Regions from separate parts of the Zea mays genome. Here regions 1 and 2 are each linked to region 3. Evidence: chromatin contacts called from public Hi-C data. All regions are on one chromosome and are shown on one strand. Each heading gives the region's core, a stretch centred on a gene start, on an enhancer-like site or on the middle of the called end of the contact. The rest is flanking DNA. Distances are from core to core; before and after follow the strand shown.

Region 1 (3,505 bases), core at 20-2,519, 230 kb after region 3:
GGTGATGGCTTTGCGGCCCTGCCGTGTGCAATTTTTTTTCCCAATTTTTTCCGTTTTTTCAGGTAGTAGCATTTGCAATATACATAGTACTAGGATTAGGATACCCTTTGTTGGATGGTAGAGCATTACAAGGTTTGAACGATGTATGTTTTTCAAACAACACTGTAATTGTATCACTTGAACCGTCCGTACCGATCCATGATGCAAGGCGACGATGATAGATTGACGATGATAGATTGGATCTTCTAGTACTGGCTGCCGTTTTTAAGTCTTTATTTGATCGTGTAAAATAAGGACGTGACACTGTATATAATACTATTTAAGGCTGAGTCCAGTGCACAGCCTCTCTCTCGCCCCTGCCACGTCAGCTCTCGCCTCCACTCTCGCCCCTGCTGCTCCAGTGCACAGGCTGCAGCAGGCTACAGCCTCAGGCTATAACACACGTGGACCAATCAGAAGCCGCCACTCACTGTCGCCCCTCGCTCTCGCCCGCGAAGACGCCATCGCCAACGCGTCGCCCCGCTCTCGCCTGCCTATCGCCGGGCGGTAGCAGTAGCGCCCGCCGGGTCGCTCTCGCCCGCCTCCAGCCCCGCTCTCGCCTCCTGCTGGGCGCTATCGCCCTCACTATAGCCTGCATTGGCACCAGCCTAACACTGTTTATAAAGTAGAGTTTGAAATAAAGGACGTGATAAAATTTGAGATTTGGGAGCTGCTGAAGATATACTTGCGGAAATATTTTAGCTTACATGAATCGTGATTGAACCCAGGTTGTGTACCGAGTGAAGCTGGCTTGGGACTCTTGCTTGGGAGCGAAGGCTTGAATCAATGCACGCTTCTCGAGGCTGTAGAAAAGCCGAGGTCTCACTTTCAGGTCAGGTCTCCCTCCCGGCCTCCCCTATGTGCTGTGGCTGGGCTGTCAGGCTGTCACTGACCTCTTGTGATTTGTGAATCCTTCTCGCCAAGACGCCAACAGGCAACAGCCCAACACATGGAAAAGAGAGCTGCAGAAGCAGACGCCCAAAACCGCCGTACTCCATGCTCCTACTGCTGCACTACTGCACTAGTCGGAGTACCACACAATACGAGAGTGGCCGGTCGCACTGAGCAGCGCAGCACACTGCAAACTGTAGTAGTGTGATGTGTGACAACCGAGCTGGAGCCTGGAGCTGGCGGCCCCTACTCGCTGAAGACCGGAAGAGAGGGCTCTGGTCGTTACACGAGAGGGTTTTAACGGGGAGGGGAGGGGAGGGGAGGGGAGGGCAGGGGAGCATTGGTAGCAGCAGTATTCTTTCCCTTCCTGCTCGATGCATCCCTTTCTTCTCTAGCCTCGCAAAGTCGCACTCTTTGGGTGTTCTCGCCTCCTCCTCGGGCGACGCTGCCGCCGGCGGAGGTGCACTCCCTGTCTCCCTCTGACTCCCTCCCCCTCTTTCCCTCGCCATTAATTTGCCGCCTGCCATCCCGGCCGCGCTTCAGTACGCCTGAAAGTTCGGTTTTGGCTCCCATGGGCGGTGGACGCAACTAGCATTTCTTTCTTGGCGGTTCTTGGTGTCTTGTGGTTGTGGGGGTGGGCACCGAGCAGCTTCATAGGAATGGGGGTGGCGCGGAGGGAGGAGCACCGGGCGGCCGCCGCCGCGTTCCTGTACGCGCTGACGGTTCTTGGGGTGTTGGCGGGCGGCGCCGGCGTCCGCGCTTTCGAGGACGGCACTGCGGTGTACATTGTCACCATGAAGCAGGCGCCGGTTTCCCACAGGCGACTTAACTTGGAGAAGTTCGGGAGCAGCAAGGCTGCTACTGCCGTCGGCCGCGGCGGCAGCGGAGGAGGAGGAGGAGGAGACACCCCGACCACCAGCGTCCTCAGGAAGCCGAGGTTGTTCTTTGTCGAACTTTACTGATTGTTTGTATTTTTTTTTTGTTCTACAGCTATTATATGTTCTGCATTTTGTCGCTTCGGCGTTTCTGATGTGATATGCAAAATTTTACCGAGTTTTGAGCTTTCTTGATTGTGCTGTAGTGGAGATGATTGAGTTGCTCCATCGCTCATACTTTTAACCTGCCGACAGATCGTTTCGCTGCTGTAAAATTGCTGGTTACATTGGGGGTGGCGGTGTCTCTAGTTAGACTATTTTGCCGCGTGAATTGTATATGGGCATGGGATTTGATCCGACCAGAACACTGTCACACCAGTAACCGCGTGAATGGTATATGGCCATATGGCCCTTTGCTGCTGTTGATACATAAATACATATCATCAACATAGCCTTTAGTCCCAAGCAAATTGAGATAGGCTAGAGTTAAAATCCAACAAGAATTCACAAAATAAGAAAGAGAGAGAAAGGGGAGCGAAAAAAGCTTTTGAGAGCACTAAAAGGGAAAATGCCTAATCACGGTTCGGGCACGTGGATAGCTTCTTTCCAATCACTTCTATCCAAACACAACTCCTTTGGGATATTCCATTCCTTCAAGTCCCTTTTGATTACCTCCTCCCATGTCAAGTTTGGTCGCCCTCTACCTCTCTTCACCGGTGTCTCTGGGGGTCTCCGGTGGAAATGCCCAAACCATCTCAATCTCAATCGGTGTTGAATAAGCTTTTCTTCAATTGACGCTACTCCTAGCCGATCGTGTATGTCATCGTTTCTCACTCCAACGCAACATACGTATCTCTGCGACACTTAGTTGTTGGATATGTCGTCTTTTAGTAGGCCAACCCTCAGCGTCATATAACATAGCAGGCCTAATCGTAGTCCTGTAGAACTTGCCTTTCAACTTCTGTGGCACTCTCTTGTCACATAGGTCTCGACGCCATTTTATCCACCCTTTGATCTTATGGCTAACATCTTCATCAATATCACCATCTCTCTGTAGCATCGATCCCAAATAACGGAAGGTGTCATTCTTTGGTACTACCTGGCCTCCCAAGCTTACATCTCCATCCTCACTAATTGTAGTACCAAAGTCACATCTCATATACTCGGTTTTAGTCATGCTAATTCTAAATCCTGTTGACTATAGGGTCTGACGCCATAACTCTAGCTTTCTATTTACTCATTCTCGTTTTCATCTACTACAAGTACATCGTCAGCAAAAAACATACACCAAGGGATATCTCCTTATATATCCTCGTGACCTCATCTATCACTAAGATAAATAGATAAAGGCTCAAAGCTGAACCTTGATGTAGTCCTATGTTAATCGGGAAAACATTCGTATCACCATCAGTTGTTCGGACACTAGTCACAACATTGTTATACATGTCCTTGATGAGCGTAACATACTTTGTTGGGACTTTATGCTTATCCAATGCCCACCACATGAGATTCCTAGGTATTTTGTCATAGGCCTTTTCCAAGTCGATACAAAACATGTGCAAGTCCTTATTCTGCTCCTTATACTGCTCCATGACCCGTCTTATTAAGAAAATTGCTTCCATGGTTGATCTTCTAGGCATTAATACAAATTGGTTCATGGTGATATGCGTCATTCCTCTCAGGCGATGCTCAATAACTCT
Region 2 (3,151 bases), core at 510-3,009, 130 kb after region 3:
AGCCCGAGTCTGAGCCCTGGGGTCGGGCGGAGCGGAGTTCGCCGTCTTCCGGGTCTTAGCCCGAGTCCGAGCCCTGGGGTCGGGCGGAGCGGAGTTCGCCGTGGCGCTTTTGGCAAGGCCTGACTGCCTGTCAGACTCACTCTGTCGAGTGGCACCGCAGTCGGAGTGGCGCAGGCGGCGCTGTCCTTCTGTCAGACTGGTCAGTGGAGCGGCTGAGTGACGGCGGTCACTTCGGCTCTGCCGGGGGCGCGTGTCAGGATAAAGGTGTCAGGCCACCTTTGCGTTAAATGCTCCTGCAATTTGGTCAGTCGGTGCGGCGATTTAGTCAAGGTTGCTTCTGAGCGAAGCCAAGGCCTTGGGCGAGCCGGTGATGTGTCCGCCGTAAAAAGGGGGGCCTCGGGCGAGACGGAAGTCTCTCGAGGTCGGCTGCCCTTGGCCGAGGCTAGGCTCGGGTGAAGCGTGATCGAGTCACTCGTGTGGACTGATCCCTGACTTAATCGTACCCATCAGGCCTTTGCAGCTTTATGCTGATGGGGGTTACCAGCTGAGAATTAGGCGTCTTGAGGGTACCCCTAATTATGTTCCCCGACAACTATAATTAAATGGGTCTTGTTGTCTTGATCTATTTTCGTTACAATCTCTCTATTTTTGATGATCGATGAAAACCCAACTAAAACAAGTAAATAATTAAATAGAAAAGAATGCAATCTACTTGTTAGGATACAAATGCAAAGAGAAACAAATGAGGTACCATCAGCTTTAGGATATACATGTCATTTTGCATCCAAAACAGATAATCAGTTAAAAATAATCAGGATTGCCAATAGTTCAACTTGTTCAGACAGTGGTTTCTCGAGATCTCAGCTTAGTACCAGGAAAGCTAAAATAAACAGGACCTGTAGTTACTGTACCGCTTATATGAAGAGAGATCAGAATGTAATTCATTTGGATGAAACTTGGGACGATGAACTGACGTTTCGTCCAATCACATGCATCAGATTAATTGTGGTGAATAGCCTATCAAATAACAAATCACACTGCGCATTGCAACTTTTTTTTTCCTAGCATGAATGCTGACATTACTTTAGAATCTATATATACATAGGTCCTGAGAAAATCCCAATGCACTTCATAATAGCATCTCTCTCTCTCTCTCTCGAAAATAAAGATTCGCCGCCTTTGTATTGTGACTGGTCTGATTTCTGTCCTCATTTTTTCCCCAAGTTATTATCTTGCAATAAAAAAAAACTTGACAAGATCGTCAGAGAATCGAATCCGAGGAGGAAGCGCCCACTCTGAGGCCGCCTAGTACAGAGAATCAGGGCCTACTTTCACACAAACACAATGGACCCTCCTCCCATTCTCCACTAACCAAGTAACCAACTGCTAGCGCAATGCCAAATCCACACCCAATACCACCTTTAGTGAGACAAACAATCATAGAGGAGAGAGAAAGCATGGTACTGGAGCAGCGCAGCGCAGGGGTGGATTAGCAGCCACACCAAAATAAAATAAAATAAAATAGACCAAACAGTCCTGTCTAAATTAAAAAAAAGCACCCCATAGAAAGAGAGAGAAGCACCATTCATACATACAAATAAAAAAGAGATAAATAGGTGAGAATAAGATAGAGTGAGATACAAGCCATACTGAAAGCCCCTTTTTTCCTCCCTCATGATCTTATCCCTTCTTTAGGGTCTCATCTACCACTACAATTGCCAATCTGCCTCTAGTTTCTGCACTGTTACGATTCGCCTAGTACTCCTCTCCTTCACCTTGATGTGCCTCGGAATCTGATATTCTATTTTTTTCAGAAGCTAGGTAGTACTACCTCGAAGGGGAAAATCGTTTCTTTTTTTTCACTATTATTTTCTTTTTGGGAGTGAGGTCTCTCCCCCTGTGGGCTGTGGGCTGTGGGCTGTCACTGACCTCTTCCCTTCTGTGTCCGCCAATTTATCTGGTGCCCTGAGCTCTCTTGTGTGTGATCTGTGAATCACTGAATCCTTCTCGCCAACAGCCCAACACATGGAAAAGAGAGCTGCAGAAGCAGACGCCTAAAACATGGCCGCAGTATGCTCCTCATTCACCTGCCGCGTCTAGTATTTCGGAAATATTTTGTATTTATTAAAGCAGGAGAGGGAGGCAAGCAGCAGCCGAGGCCGAGCTATCTCTCTATTTCCCCCTCGCCCAGCTCAGATCCGAAGCCTGAAGGAAATCGCGCCAACAGGCCCTAGCCCCAGATGCGCGCCGCCGCTTGCTGCCTGCGCTGCTGCTACTCCTTCTAGGGGTCTTGCGGCGATGCTGGGCGTCGAGCCCGAGAGCGGAGGCGCCGCGTCCTCCTCCGCCGCAGGTGAGACTCTTGGCCGCTGAATCCGCTGCGCTGGTGGGTTTCTTGCTGCGTTTGGTCTGGCCGCTGGTTTTTTCAGTTGTCGTCGTTTGTTGGCTGGTTGTTGGTGCTGTTCGGGTCGATTTAGCGGGTGCTCTGGTCGGCGCCTCTTTGCGGTGTTTCAGATGCGAATTTTCGGGCTCGGGTGGAGACTTGTTCGTGAGGCCTATGGGTCCAAGAATCTTAACAGAAATCGATTTTGTCTGCTGGAACTGTTTCGTGTGATGTTCTTGCGTTTAGTTCGCGGTTCTTGTTAGTCGTCGGGGTTGATTAAAGTCGTCTCTTGCCGATGCTGAGATGACCTGACGTTTCTTGTCTTGCTGCAGAGAATTTTGACGCTGGCCAGTACGCCTTCTTCGGGAAGGAGCCACTCGAGGGGTTCGAGCTCGGGGGTTTGGAGGAAGCCGGCAGTGATGGCAATGGCGGTGGATTCAGCGGGCCAGATGAGGGGCTGTACCGGCTAAACTCGGTTGGAGACGAGGTGCAGATTCTAGAACCGTCATATCCACAAAGTTGCCATATTTTTTCTTTATAAAATAAAATTATGTGCCTCTCGTTCCTTGTTTGTGCGTTTGGTTCCCATGTATCATGTATGCTTTATTTCTTTCCCGTACATGTCAATTTTTGCATGGGCTGACTGATAGTGGAAGACTAGTGCGGGGAGTAATCCAGAATATATTCCCGTGGGCCGCAAGGGCAAAATTTAGTGGAATTGAGGTTCATATCAGTAGTGCTCCAAAATCGGGTACTTGAGTGGTTGTAGTC
Region 3 (3,134 bases), core at 259-2,758:
AGTTGTTGGGTGGAGAGCTGGTGGTATAGAGGTGGAAGATGCAATGCTTGGTAGGTGAAGTACATTTTGATTTCTAAAAAGTCTGGTTTTGGTACTATGAACCATTTGTTTTCTTTATGTTTGTTTAATGAAAAGAACAAATGTTCACAAACTTGAGCTTCAGAGATTTTATGCACAAGTACTGTTCTCTATGCTATGTTCTATTTTCGTGGTTGATCTGCTTCAGTAGCGCACATACATACATATTGATTGATGTCTTTTTTTCTTTATGCAGCCAATGGACATGGTCTTGCTAGGGGTTGTTGACTTTAAGTTATCAGTCAAGCCGGGGAATGAAGTTACAACCATGGACTTGGTTTCAGCATAACTCAAATGCTTAGTAAACATTGTGTTGTCGGGAAATTTGTTGAGTTCTATGCTAACCGTAATTTTTTGAAATTTGATTTCTAAAAAGTCTGGTTCTGGTACTATGGAATATTTGTTTTCTTTATGTTTGTTTAATGAAAAGAACAGTTGGTCACAAACTTGAGCTTTAGAATTTTTATTTACAAGTACTGTCCTCTATGCTATGACTTACTTTTGTGGTTGATCTGCTTCAGTAACCTACATACATACATATTCAGGTACCCAGACCACTCTTTATGACCATGATGAAATTATAACCACTTCGCTTCTTTAGTGTGCTACTAATGAACTCATTTGTTCTGTAGTTGAGCTGCCATGATGCTTCACTTGCAATACAACCTATTTTTGATCGTTTTGAAACCGTTGTGATCACTTTTGGAACTCCCAGCTCTCGCTAGAAGATAAATTTCATTTGGCATATTGAAGTCAACATACTTATAAGAATTGTTGTGTGCAACTCAGGTGAATATTTTTGCTCAGTTTGGTGGTGTTTCTTCTTTTTTGCTTTTGGTCTCGAGTTTTCACTAACTAAGGTACTAAAAAAAAATCTCTGAATGTTGTCTTGAGTATCTCTTTCCAGAGTAACTTTTGACAACCTTACATGCCAAAAGGTTTTCTTACTGGGACTGTCATTTTTATTAGTTGAAAGTCATTGGTCCTATTGCTGTACCTAGAGGTCTGCTTCAGATTGCTCTGTTTATGTTCCTGTGTTGCCTCACTGCAGCGGTATATATGCATCTATCAGGCTAAGAATAAGAGTGAATGAATGCCATGTAGTAAGCCATGACGCTAACTGCTGAGTGTAAAATATGTAGCAGACTCAAACATGCCTTTTTATTATTAAAAGTGACTATAGGTGGCGTGCAATCTAGCTCTGTACAAACACATGTAGATTTCAATATGTTTCGCTTACCTGGAACATGTATACAAATCTGTTTTGGACCAATATCTAACATACTTTGTAAATTGTCTTAGATATATGTATCATGTCTTTTTCATTATTTTAACTTCTGAACATGGGGTTTACAAATGTTGCAGTTTCAAATTATCTGGATCCACATTTTTTGCCCTTTACAAGGGTTTTTTGTGATTTGGCTCTTTGTAATGCCCTTCTAAACTCTACTCTTTTGGCCGAGTAGGGCGCGACGAAGCGCGGTTCTTTTTCTAGTCGTCATTAACAATGCATTAGGCAGCGCGCGATCTCAAGCCATCCGGCAGCATCGATGCCAACTCCTCTTCTCGAGCAAACGCCTTGATGACAAGTTGCCATTAGCAGGCGGCTCCGTATAGTAGAAAGAGAAGACGACCTGTGTTTTGGGGTTTAGGGTTTAAAGCAGGCCAAAAAAAAAGTTATAAAAAGTAACGGAGCGCGACGAGGGTAGAAAGCGGAAGGCCCGCCGCTTCCCCTTCTTCATTCCCGTCCCACACACGCCGCCGCCGCCGGTGCGGCTCGCTTCCGTCCCCCCCGGTCCGCGCGGGCTGCCTGCGGGAGCAGGGTGGCAGGGCACTCCGGCAACCACGTGGGTGGGGAGGCGACGACACCACCCTATGCTCTGTCCTCGCCCGCAGGGTAAGGTATGGGATCGATTCCTGTGTCGCCTCCACGCGCCTCGCGCCTTTTTCTTGCGCCCTGTCTCTGCGGAGGCTTCCTCGCTTCTCTCTGTTTTGCTTGCTTGGCGGGATTTGGCCCTGGATCTGTGCACCGGTAGCCGGATTTGGGCGGCGAGTTGGTGCGCTGTATGTAATGGCTCTTACGTGATGCTGTGTTTTGTGGTACGATGTTTTGGATCTGTTTCATTGGCTTGATTTGTATCCTCTTCTCTTTTTTTTTTCTTGTCTCTGTTTGCATCTTTTTTTACGGAGAAGGTGTAATTTATGATTGAGGGCCAATGCAGGCTGTTTGGTCTAAGTTACAGGCTAACGATATCGTTTTTCCAGTTGAGGCTAATTTCCTAATAGAACATTGTCTACGTTTTTATTTGGACTATACCATGATTTTCTTGATATTGTTATTGCAACTGATAGAATAGCAGCATGTATTTATCTCTCGTGTGTGGTACTCATGCTCTATATCTATAATTCCCTAGTTTATAAAAACAATAAGGACATTCTTATCTTGAATTATGGTTAATGTTTATTTGGGATCGTATACATTAGTAGTATAGTGGTGAGTATTCCCGCCTGTCACGCGGGTGACCCGGGTTCGATCCCCGGCAACGGCGCATTTTTTATATTTCCATTCCTTTTTATATATTTTCCTTTTTTTTTCAGAGGGGCCGGCTGTTGCGGGCTCTGGGCTCAGACCTCTCACCTCGGGCCTCAGAGAGTCAGAGCGAGAGTCGGTCCAACGGCTACTGGTTCCACTGTCTCCGCTTCCAGACTCTACGTTCCTGTCTCGTTCAAAACCCTAAACCTTTCCTCTCCATCGGACTCTCGCCGCCGCCCCATGGCGGCGGAACCAAGAGAGCCCACATCCTCGCTGGATGCCCAGCTCGCGGCCTCTTCCTCCTCCGCAGCCGGCGTAGGCGGCCCCAACCCGTGCTGCGCGACGGTAATTGACCCTCCCTCTTCTCATCATGACACCGCATTCTGTCTTGTTCTGTTCTTGACGTGCCTTCTTTTTGGGGGCGTTTCCTTTTGGGGTTTGGGTTCTACAGCAGTGGAAGAATTGCCAGAAATTGGTGAGGAGCCGGACGGCGCTGCGGGAGGCGGTGAAGCTCCTGCAGGCT

What was found. A called contact is a pair of places that touch in the nucleus more often than the background predicts.
Region 1: a contact with region 3 is called in a Hi-C map of endosperm, with 1.8 times the contacts expected there. The contact joins the promoter of LOC100381627 here to the promoter of LOC100384198 in region 3. A contact is called at or near these places in 4 of 25 Hi-C or Micro-C datasets (ear, endosperm and leaf).
Region 2: a contact with region 3 is called in a Hi-C map of ear, with 3 times the contacts expected there. The contact joins the promoter of LOC100272651 here to the promoter of LOC100384198 in region 3. A contact is called at or near these places in 14 of 25 Hi-C or Micro-C datasets (bundle sheath, ear, endosperm and 4 more).

Annotation. Positions count from the first base shown.
Region 1 is chr3:198,730,933-198,734,437 of Zm-B73-REFERENCE-NAM-5.0, reverse strand. It overlaps LOC100381627 (Subtilisin-like protease SBT2.1), which reads left to right and starts at 1,269. Exons shown (of 10, transcript NM_001361459.1): 1 at 1,269-1,870. The coding sequence starts at 1,590.
Region 2 is chr3:198,833,507-198,836,657 of Zm-B73-REFERENCE-NAM-5.0, reverse strand. LOC100272651 reads left to right here and starts at 1,759. Exons shown (of 5, transcript NM_001147109.1): 1 at 1,759-2,350; 2 at 2,713-2,867. The coding sequence starts at 2,299.
Region 3 is chr3:198,964,307-198,967,440 of Zm-B73-REFERENCE-NAM-5.0, reverse strand. LOC100384198 reads left to right here and starts at 1,508. Exons shown (of 9, transcript XM_020549945.1): 1 at 1,508-1,980; 2 at 2,677-2,956; 3 at 3,063-3,134. The coding sequence starts at 2,852.